Linked DNA regions of Zea mays: region 1 is linked to region 2. A link is a contact called in public Hi-C data. All regions are on one chromosome and are shown on one strand. Each heading gives the region's core, a stretch centred on a gene start, on an enhancer-like site or on the middle of the called end of the contact. The rest is flanking DNA. Distances are from core to core; before and after follow the strand shown.

What was found. Hi-C and Micro-C count contacts between places; a contact is called where the count stands out from the background.
Region 1: a contact with region 2 is called in a Hi-C map of ear, with 2.8 times the contacts expected there. The contact joins two enhancer-like sites. A contact is called at or near these places in 5 of 25 Hi-C or Micro-C datasets (bundle sheath, ear, leaf and 1 more).

The regions. Positions count from the first base shown.
Region 1 is chr2:104,151,657-104,157,289 of Zm-B73-REFERENCE-NAM-5.0, reverse strand. No RefSeq gene overlaps it. Among protein-coding and RNA genes, the nearest start is that of LOC103646762, 5.2 kb to the left of the region's middle. Within about 2 kb of position 1,524, at least 11 of the 20 cell types and tissues checked have an H3K27ac peak or open chromatin away from gene starts, as enhancers often do. A contact at or near this core is called in bundle sheath, ear and tassel, where this site is marked.
Region 2 is chr2:103,949,900-103,955,303 of Zm-B73-REFERENCE-NAM-5.0, reverse strand. No RefSeq gene overlaps it. Among protein-coding and RNA genes, the nearest start is that of LOC103646761, 7.0 kb to the left of the region's middle. Within about 2 kb of position 2,438, at least 16 of the 20 cell types and tissues checked have an H3K27ac peak or open chromatin away from gene starts, as enhancers often do. A contact at or near this core is called in bundle sheath, ear and tassel, where this site is marked.

The DNA of each region.
Region 1 (5,633 bases), core at 275-2,774, 200 kb before region 2:
TGACAAGAAGCATGCATGTCAAAGAATCCAATGTATTAAATCATTTAGCACTTTCTTTTTAAACTTCATCTTGCCCAAGATATTTGATCAATCATTTAAGTGGCTACATGTATATATAAACCTCATAGCATATTACATATGTTACACATTTGGTTAGGGGAGCTTAGCAAATATTTGAAGTCACTAGCCTTGCTAGTGGCTATTTCTTGTTGGTTACTTTGGCTTAGCTGGAATGTTTAAATCTAAAACGTCTATTATTTTAAATTACATGGCTTCTGGCTCCCTGAAACTTATCCAATATAGCACCGTGTACTCGGAAAACCTATCCAATATAAATAAGACAAGGATAATGCATATGGTTGTAGCAAGAAATAAGCTTTAAAATCAAGTAAGAGTTTGCATAAAAATTCTAATTCATCGTATCCTTAGTTTTGATCATTAGAAGTGAGACATTACCTACAAACTCTAACATCTTTTATTTGTCTTTCCCAAAAACCAACCATACATTTTGGTTGGAAACAAGACATCATCATGCAGGGGCGGAGTAAGGATTACAACATAGGAGGGACCGAGCAAAAATTTATCGTAGGATATATACATATGTGTATACTAATTTATATATAGCATAGATAATAAATTAATAAAAAACTTGCACCATATAATTGTATATTAATTAACTCTCCAATAAAGGTCAAAATAATTTGCCTCTACGACGATCGATCAAATGAAAAGCTTCGATTATATCATGAGAGCTAATCATAGCTATCAATTCTATATCAATATAGATGATCAAGTAACTTCACATAAAATCATCTCTCATTTTATTTCATTGATCTGTTTTGATAAGTTTTGTAGATAAAAGGATCTCTCGGTGGTAGCAGTTGAGACTGGAAGGGTGACCATTAATCTTAATAATCCGTAAACATTTGATACATGGAACTTTGACATAATTTGAAAAAGGCATTTTGTCAAAACAACAAGTGATCATAATGTATTTGGCTCTAAATGGTTGTATATTTAAGATGAAGCATCAAATTCGCCACGCACACAATAAGAAGGTACAACAAGTGATACAATTACCATCACCAATCATTAACTCTACGGTGTTTCGAACGATAAAGATCATGTGGTTCGTAACCGTGAGCACGGCAATTCGGATTGAAGGTGGTAGGTGGATGAATCTGTGTGAGCTTGTACAAGGCGTATGTGGTTGTTCCGGAAACAATTGAACAACCGACGGGAAAGCAGTAAGGAAGGAAACAAAGATATAATAGTGTTGATACTGCTTGTACGTATACATAGATATGTGTATCACTAGGTGCCCGGGATAAAGAATCTGCAACGGAAGATAAAAGAAATTAATTTGGACCCAGAAATATATATATATATATATATATATATATATATATATATATATTATTTTTCTTTACCGGCAATGTTCACGTATGCATGCTACTGTGCACGGCACAGCGCAGGGTACTGTGCGCACGGGAGGAAGATGTTCACCACGCGCTGGGCACAGAACCAGTGCCACTCCGTGGCCCACCTGCCTGACCCCTACGCGCGTGGGTGCAAGAAAAGGAGCACAAAATACTGGGCGGGAACTGGAGGGAAGGAAACAGGACCTGATGAGACGCGCATCTTCGTACTGACGTTGTCGGCGTTCTGGCGGGGAAAGAAAACGAACAGTACATGCTACCTGTCACTTTGCTTAACTGAACCAGAGGAGAGAAACGAGAGGGGAGCGAGGATGTTTCGCTGAAGTTGAGGAAAGTAGAAAGTTATTTTGGTCGACGGCGGCAGCTGTGACGGGATTAGGGCAAAAATAACAACGGTCAGGGGATTAGGCTGATCGAGCCAGAGTCAATCCCAATGGTTTGTATGATATATTTCGGTTGGGTTGGATGAGGATAAAGAATATGTAATTTTAGTATATCCAATTTCGGAATTAAAATATTTCTATAAATTTTAGATTTCGTATAGGGGCCACGCGCGAAAAATACTCTAGAAGCTCTAAGAGTTCAGAAATGTTTTCAGTAACATTTTGAACACACGAGGAACATAAATAAAATATTTAGAGTTCAAAAATGGTATTCGAGTGTATATCTCAAAAAATAGAATACACACATAGATAAAAGGAAAAGGCACAACAAAAAAAATGGAAAAATTCCTGGTAAAGATAAACAATGAACACAACAAAATAATTTGAAGTACAAGGAAAAGATTTTTAACAAAATCTATGGAAAATAATTAAAAAAAATAAGAAACCAATATTTGATTATGTAAATAGGTACAAATAGATCATAGAGAGAGAATGTCATTATTATGAACGTGTTTTGAAAACTCTACACACTTGCAACACAAAACAACCAAAGGCAATATTACACTACCAAATGCTTGTTCAGTTAATTTAGAAAGGTATTTTAAAAACAATTTGCTTCAACTAATTTCAAGTAATCTTGAAAGGTTTTATACAAACATCAAAATTATTTATTTTGTTTGTTGTTTTCTATTCACAACCCGAAATTAGAATTTTTTGGATGTGAAAATTTCTAAGGAAAAGGAACCAAAGTAAGATTTGTGAGAATATGTGATTGTCATGCATTCACTATAGGATTGTTTTAAATGACCGTTTACTAGAAGCTTGATACATAATCGGTATAATCTAGAACTAATGGCCTATTACTTGGATTTGGTCAAAAATCGTGATAAAATGTAATATTTTCATGTATTAATTGTTAGCATCAATACTTAATCCTTTCTTGTATGTGAGATATCTAATAAAACAAATTAAGTGGTACTCTTAACATTCCACTTTGGACGTGCACCTATTATTTGATTTGAAACCCATAATATTGACCTAGGAATTATCCTTATGTTATATGTAAAATTTGTGATGTCAAAAATACTATTTGATTAACATCTAATGGACCCACTTTGTCATAATAAATTGATTATTTCACAAATTATATTATATATAGATGGAATTATTTAGCCATGTCTGTTTTTCTCAACCTCGTCAAAGGAAATCATGCATTATTTGTTGAAACATAGAGGACAAGTAAATAGTATATACATATGCATCATGTACATGAATGAAAAGTATTTACATAAAGTTGTAGACATTGAAAGTTTGTGTGTTTGGTGCGCGTGATATCAGGTTCATATCATGTTGTTGGCGACATAATTATATCCTTTGCTTTATCGTGTGTCGGATGTATCAAAATATTTTGTGGGTGCGCCATGATTGTTATTCATGAAGACAATGCGCATGCATGAAGCCCACTAACCTAGTTGGGAGAATCACACTTTCATTGTTCTGGTGATGATATCCAATCTTTCTTCTTGATGTACCTATTGTGGTAGTCCATCAATACATCTAATATAGGATGGTGAACTAAAGATAAACTTTTTGTCATGTTCGTATGTTTTGCTTGATTACCTTATTTTGGAACCTCTTCCATTGTAGCGGGTCACAACTCAATAAAATGATAATGCATTTGAATCTCTTCTTATATGGATTTTAAATATATATTATGTTATCCAATTTTTTGGGACTACAATTTTGTCATGAAATGGCTTTATAGTGTTTAATTAAGTATGAAGAGATTTAAGAAATATAAACATACCATTTTGCCTGATTAGAGGACACGACATACTAGTTGATGGTTGTAGTACATAAATTTGGCATTGTAAGTGGCAGGCTTGATCACTTGGAGATGTTTGATGTTGTACTCGTTGATGACTTGGGATATTTTACTCCGCCATGGATTGAATACATTTTTTTCTGCATCAATTTGGCTTCTATAAGATTTTGTTAGTGTAGATTAGATCACTTAGCTAATTGTAACAATCAAATATTGCACGTTCCAATATTTGTGAATTTTAGTGTCAGCTGTCAAGAAGCATGCATGTCTAAGAATTCCAATGTTTTAAATCAATTAGGCACTTGCTTTTTATCGTCATCTTGCCTAAGCTATTTGGTCAATCATTTAACTGGCTTTATATCTATCTAAACCTCATAGCATATATCACATATATATGTTACACATTTGGTTAGGGGAGCTTAGCAAATATTTGAAGTCACTAACCATGCTAGGAGTGGCTATTACTTGTTGGTTACTTTCGCTTAGATGGAATTTCTTGTGTTTTTAAAAAAGAATAAATTATCTCCTTAGTTGGTTACCTTTGTAGTTATACATTGGTTGCATCTATATATATGTTCTCCAAAAGCATGAATGACTTATAGAATTTGCATGTGGAGGACTTGTGGCATTTGGTATTGGTGGCAAAGTCTATAATTTCACTATTACATAATTGGTCATTTAGTCAATACAAAGATTCTATTATAGCGGTGTTTTCTATATTTTGTAGATGTGTGTTTCATGTTATGGAGAGGACATGAGTTCTTTTTCAAATCTTTATTTGTGTTTTAATAACAATGGAAGCTTCCATTCTAGTTAAAAAACAAAATAATCTTTCTAAAAATATTGCATATGCTAGCTAATTTCATCAACCAATGCTTTGAATTAGAAAAGTATGTTAATACCATCAACCAAAGGAAAATAAATTTGGTAGGGATGCATGATCCTCATGAGACTACCATGGACATATACAAGTGACATGGATATGACACGTGCATGTACAAGCACCAAACCTTTAGTAGACGGTTGTATAAATTTAAGAGTAATAGTTTGAAATAAAATTATAGCGCCACCATACGTAGGATGACTACGTATGCACATGTGTGGTTAATCTACATTAGGAGCCCATGCCGAACAATATCTCCAAGAGGGCCTATAAACATAGCCCTATTTTAAATTATAGGGCTTGGGATCATAAAACATCCTACAACAATGGTCCTATTTTTATAAAAAAATCATCAAATGTTATAGAGCTCGGTCTCTCCGATACTAAATGTATATATTAGCGTTTTTATGGGCTGTTTTTTTGGTCACCACTTAATATGATAAACATATAAGTATGCTTTATAGGTATATATACTCTATCTATTTAAAATAGTCGACCCCCAAACAATACAAAATTCATTTTAAAATTGATGCCATTAATTCTCACTTTTCAAAGCACGTTTGTATCTTTCTAACAATCCTTTGTTTCCATATATCTCTATGTCTATTTATGTCCATCTCTCCTTGTACTCTCTGCACCATAACTATTAACTTAACCTAAATTTTTATGTCTAAATCTAAAACGTCATTTAATTTGGTAACAAGGGAGTATACAGATCAGATACAGAATGGCAGAGTCGCTGCGGTACTGATTACTCTGGCATTCTTGTGTCAAGAATAAAGCTTCTGTCTTAAAAATCGAGAAAGGATGGAGGAATAATAAGGAATGTAGCCTTTTTTTTGGCATACCAATCAGCGCGTTCAGCAGCAAGCAATCAGCATATAGACGCCCTTTTGCTGCCATCTGCTCGCTATGACATGCTACAAATCATTTCGCTCCTGTCAGCCGACATGCTGATCGCTATGACGCCCTTGGGAATTGAAATGGCTGCCATGTTTCATGTCTCTACGTGGTTAATGCCAATCATAAATATTTACAGAGGCACTGAAAAGCCTGCAACAGCCCTGTTGTGCTGAATCAGAGAAGAGAAAGGAGTGGAGACA
Region 2 (5,404 bases), core at 1,189-3,688:
CAATTATTTTAGAACCTCTAGTGAAAATGCTATTTCCACTAGAAACCGCCAATAGAAATTCCACTGGCGGTTCTCGTAACCAAACGGTAGTGGAAATAACATTTCACTAACAGTTTTCTTATTAAAACCGCTAGTGGAAATGCACTTTCCACTTACTGTTTTATTTTTTTGGCCACCAGTGGTAGTTTTCCGGCCTCTTTTCAAATTTTCAAAACAAAACTGAATTATATATATATATATATATATATATATTGACATTCATATTGAAAGCAACATGGAATTAAATTCTATTATACATTTATATATATTAAGTCTTGTGTTTACAACCATCACATATTCTAGACATCAAAGTTTTTACCTAAGATCTAATAACTATCTCGGCTAAGAGATATTCTACTAATTTCTGTGAGTACTTTAAACTCTGGCCTAGCTAATGTACTGGTAGCATCATGATATTTCCCTTTAATGGGAATGACATCTTTCATTATGAATGTGCATAAATCTTCAATTATGTCATACAATGCACCTTCGATCATGTTCTCCAGCTTTCCTTGTTGAAATTCCTGTAAAGAAAGTTTATAAACATCATATATTTACACTCGATAACATATTTGCATCTTTAATTACATAAATACATACATGCTATTACTAATAATACCTGGCCAGGGTTTGTAATGTATCGTGTGTTTTGTCTCATGAACTCTCACACATAGAACCCACATAGGAAAGATCCGGGTGGTTACTAGTGGCACTACATAAAGGGGAGATTGGTTATTTAGTTCCAACATTATATAGTGGATATATTCATAAATTCGCATACTTACCGGCCATTTATAGTGGATTTCTAGTGACACTTGTTGTTTTGACGTATCATAGTTTCCACCTCTCATCTTATAGAATCTATAAGCCCTTTGATCTCAAATAGAATCACTATGTTATTCTCAAATTTTCATCGATAAAATTATGCATGCATAGAAAAGGCTTACAATTCTAAGATGCTGAGAAATTTTGTATAGGTCGAAGGGTCATAATCCAAGGAGTCGAGCACCAGCACATTTCCAACCTTGGGATAAATGAGGAAGCATATCCATAAGCCTGCACTGGCGGTTCCTTAAGCCAGCCCCACCTGTTTTTCGCTGAAGTTTGATAACTAAAACCGTAAGTGAAAATTTAAATGTACCACCGGATCTAGAAACTAGTCACAACAGTCGGACCCACCACATGCTCTTCTATCTGTTGATGACATGTGGGCCCTTGCGGTCGGCCTGTGTGAGCATGCACCAGATCGCTAACTAGTGGGCCCCTTTGACCACTACTGATCTCCTACCTTGCACTCAATCCCTGCTGAGGTGTAACAATTGCGGCGGACTTCGCATCACCAGTGTAACAACATAGGCCGATACGCCTTCACCTCTCGATATAAAGACCCAGTCTCAACCCCAACCCATGCCAACAAAGAGGAGTCATCGTTGACATTGATCCACCCCATCGCTTGATCCTCGAAAGCAATCCAATGGTTATCACTAGGGAGCAAGTATGCTCGTAGAGGTTTCTTGGGATGAGGGAGACCCTTGACGGTGCGAGAATTTCTCGCCAGAGTCATATACTCGCGACGGAGTCGCTCCTCGTCATGGGCGGAGGTCTCTATGCCATAATCACAGGTGAGTCTCCTCCTTGTGTGTTTTCCTTGAACTTCACGACATATAGAGCATTTTAGATGGGGAGATGCATCCTCGTGGCGAATCCAATGTTTCCGGCGTGTTCACCGTTGTATGTGCGGCGGCGCCGCCGTGTTGTGAAGCCCAAAATTTGTAACAGAGAAAATAATGATATAAATAAATAAATATATTTATATGTTATTGTTTTGGGGAATTTTGGAACTTATGTGATTAATTATCCCATTTTCTCTTTTGCATATGTCAATAAAGAGATCAAGTTGAACAAATTAAAGGTGCATTCATGTTGATGTTTCTTTTTGTGTGATTCATTTTATTTGAGTAAAGGAGTCATAATTTAAATTAGAACTCAAATTATAAATGAAAATATAAAACAGAAAATGAGTAAAGAAAGGAAATGATAATAAAGTAATTATTCCTTCCATAATTAAATAATAGGAAGGAGAATAAATAATAATAAATAAATAATATCATTGCAAGCAATAGAAGTATTAGAATTTTGTTTGATATTTGAAATCTGGAGAGTAAAACAAGAATTCAAATTATGAATTTAAGTGAAAAAACAAAATAGAAATTATAAAAGAAAGAATCAAAAAGAGAAAACAATAGGAAGCGGAATGGGCCTAGTTCCTCACTTTTGGCCTAGACACTCTTTTCCATCGTGCGGCTCAAGAATCTGATGCAGGCGCGAACATGTGGGTCCCACTCACCGTCGCAGCCGTGTATCGCGTGCTTGCAACTAGTGCCACTGTGACGCGGGCCCAGTGCCAGTTCCCATCCCTCTCACGGCTTGCACTGGGAGCCACTGCCCTGCGGGTCCGGCAGGCCAGTGCCTTGCTTCCCGGGAGAATTGCTCGCGCTAGCGTAACAGAGTCTGCGATGTCCGCGTCCACACTCATCGTGAAACACCCTGGAATCCAACTAGCCTTCCTTGTGCATATATGATGGGGAGTAGGGCCCTCAGCCGTGCTTGTGTTCCGAATCACAGAGGAAACTGCCACCAGTTGAGAGCTCAGCGAGAGGAGAGATTGGCACCACCGTTGTAACACCCTGGGATCCACAAACACCCCGAGATGCTATTGGACTTCACTACCAACAACCGAAGACTAAGCAAAATAAATTTTGACAGCATCTCCTTTGTAATTATAAGCATCACAGAAGCAAAAGAGATATATCAATACAAAATGAATCATACTAGTGTGATATAATTCTCATCAAAGACAATTAACCACGAATGAACCAGCTTATGACTACATCATACTCTAAAGTATGAACCTCAAAAGTCAATAACCAAAGATAATTATTTGGTTCTTTAAGCAATGTGTGCAACGTGCCGCTACTTCCCACTCCCCTTGATAAGCATCAAGTACCTGTATTGAGTAATGCAAGAGTGAGATGAAACATCTCAGCAAGCAAAATGTTTTGACGAGATATTTAAACCACAAGATAAATTTATCAACATTTTACAGGAATCACAATTAAGATCAGAAATACTTGTAGATATAGAACTCAATAGTCCCAATATAACCAATACCATCTCATTTCCTCGAGCAACCATAATAGTTTGTATAACACTTCCCTGCGTCCACAATATCTGCAAATATCACTTCAATGAATGCATGTGAATGCAATGCATATGTCCTCTGCCTTCATACCTCTGAGGGTATGAAGCCGCATCATACCCCTCCTCGGGCAACGTACGATGCTAAGTTGTACTGGTACGGTCGGACCATAGGTCATGACAAAACTTTAGATGCAAATGAATCATGCAATGCATATGGCATGCTGCATTTATCAATATACTTCACTCCCTTCACATACAATACAAACCTCAAATAATACTTCATCTTCCTTCAGAAACAATACAAACCTCAAATATTACTTTACCTTCCTTCAGATACAATACAAACCTCAAATAATACTTTACCTTCCTTCAAATACAATAGAAACCTCAAATATTGCTTCATCTTCCTTCAGGGTTGTGAATTAATCTCATGGGTCATACTCGAACCATAATCATCATCAATATATGATTGAGCATCAATATAATACAATCAAGTAAAGCATCATCATATAGTTCAATTATGAAAGAATTCAATAATACGGAATATTAGAGTGCAGGCGATAAAAATAACAAGTCAAAACTGTAGCAACCACCGCTACATTCACTTGCCTTCATCGAATAAGAAAAATGTACTTGGCATGATCCGGAGTGTAGCCACCTGCTGTGGGGCATAAAACATAGTACAAATATTCCACAAACATTTGCCAACAATCAACAAATCGTTCATACACTTGAAACCAAGACCTCGTGGAAAGACTCCCACCCTGTACCACATGCTAAACAGCAGCAACACTATTTGTTAATTTTGTATCTTTAAAATTATAACAGTGGTGATATCAAACAAATACTCTAGGAGTATCTACACAAAATACTCTACAACTTCGGTATTAAATGGATAATTAAATTTTGCCTTCTATAAGTTCTAAAACATCTGACAAGATAACTGACTAAATCTGTTTCAGACAGCAGCATAGTTAACTTCAAAATTTGATATCTCCCAAACTACACAACCAAAAATTATGAAATTCTGCTTGAAGTAAGAACTTTTATCCCTATACAAAATTCTTCATAGTTGGAAGAGTCAATTCGGCCATTTACTAGATGAAACCCACCAGTGAACAGACCCGCTCATTTTTACCAGGCAAACAGAAACAGCCACAGTAAAACAAACATAACTGGAGTTTAAAAATTCATATGAATACACTCTTTATTAATATGGAAATCTTATAAAATTATCTACAACTTTGCTAACAAACCCAAGGTTTAATTATGTTGATAAACTTTCCTAAATCTTAAGAGAACAGATTCTGCACAGAATTATGAGACTGAAAAACTGCTATAATCAAACTACAATAACTCTCTGATCTGATGTCCGATTGAGGTGTTCTTCGTGGCCACGTAAAGATCTACAAATTAGCTACGACTCATATACAGACTTTTTATTTTTTTGGGGCCACTAAGACCACGGAAAACTGGCATGAACTGAAACTATCGAATCTGTCATTCTGCAGAAATTAAATTCGAGATTAAAATCTAACCCCACATCTAATCCAACCTCTAATCCTTTAATCCCCATGATCCAAAACTTGCAAAAACACTTAATTGAAGAGAGGAACATAGATCTCATCCTTACCTACGGTTTCCCCAAGAAAATTTGCAAGAAGAGATAGGGATAGAACATTTCCTTGGTCCTCTCTTCCTCTTCAATCCAACTTGCTCCTCCTCTTCTCGATCCTTGCTGCTTGGGGGGGAGTTCTAGAGGGAGGTGAAAGCCATGGAGAGGGTAGAGGGCGGCTGCCATGAGAGGAGAGGGGGCGGCCAGCAAAATGGAAGGGGAGGGGCGGCCAAGTGTGGGGAAAGGGGGTGGCGGCCAAGAAAGGGGAAAAAGGGGGGAGGGCGGCCACTAGAGTTTCTTTGCGGGAGAAAAGAAACGACGCCTCAGATGACTCTGACTTAGCATCCAATGGCCCACAACCCTTTTCCCACATCCACGCACCGAAGATCAACCTTTGGCAACATTTTTTTTGGGATATTACACTCTACCCCTTAAAAAAATTCGTCCTTAAATTCGACCACTCCAAACAAAACATCCAAGGTACCCCATATAGCACCACCATTCAAAACATGGGTCCATTATTGGTCTTAATTAACACAAGAACTTCTA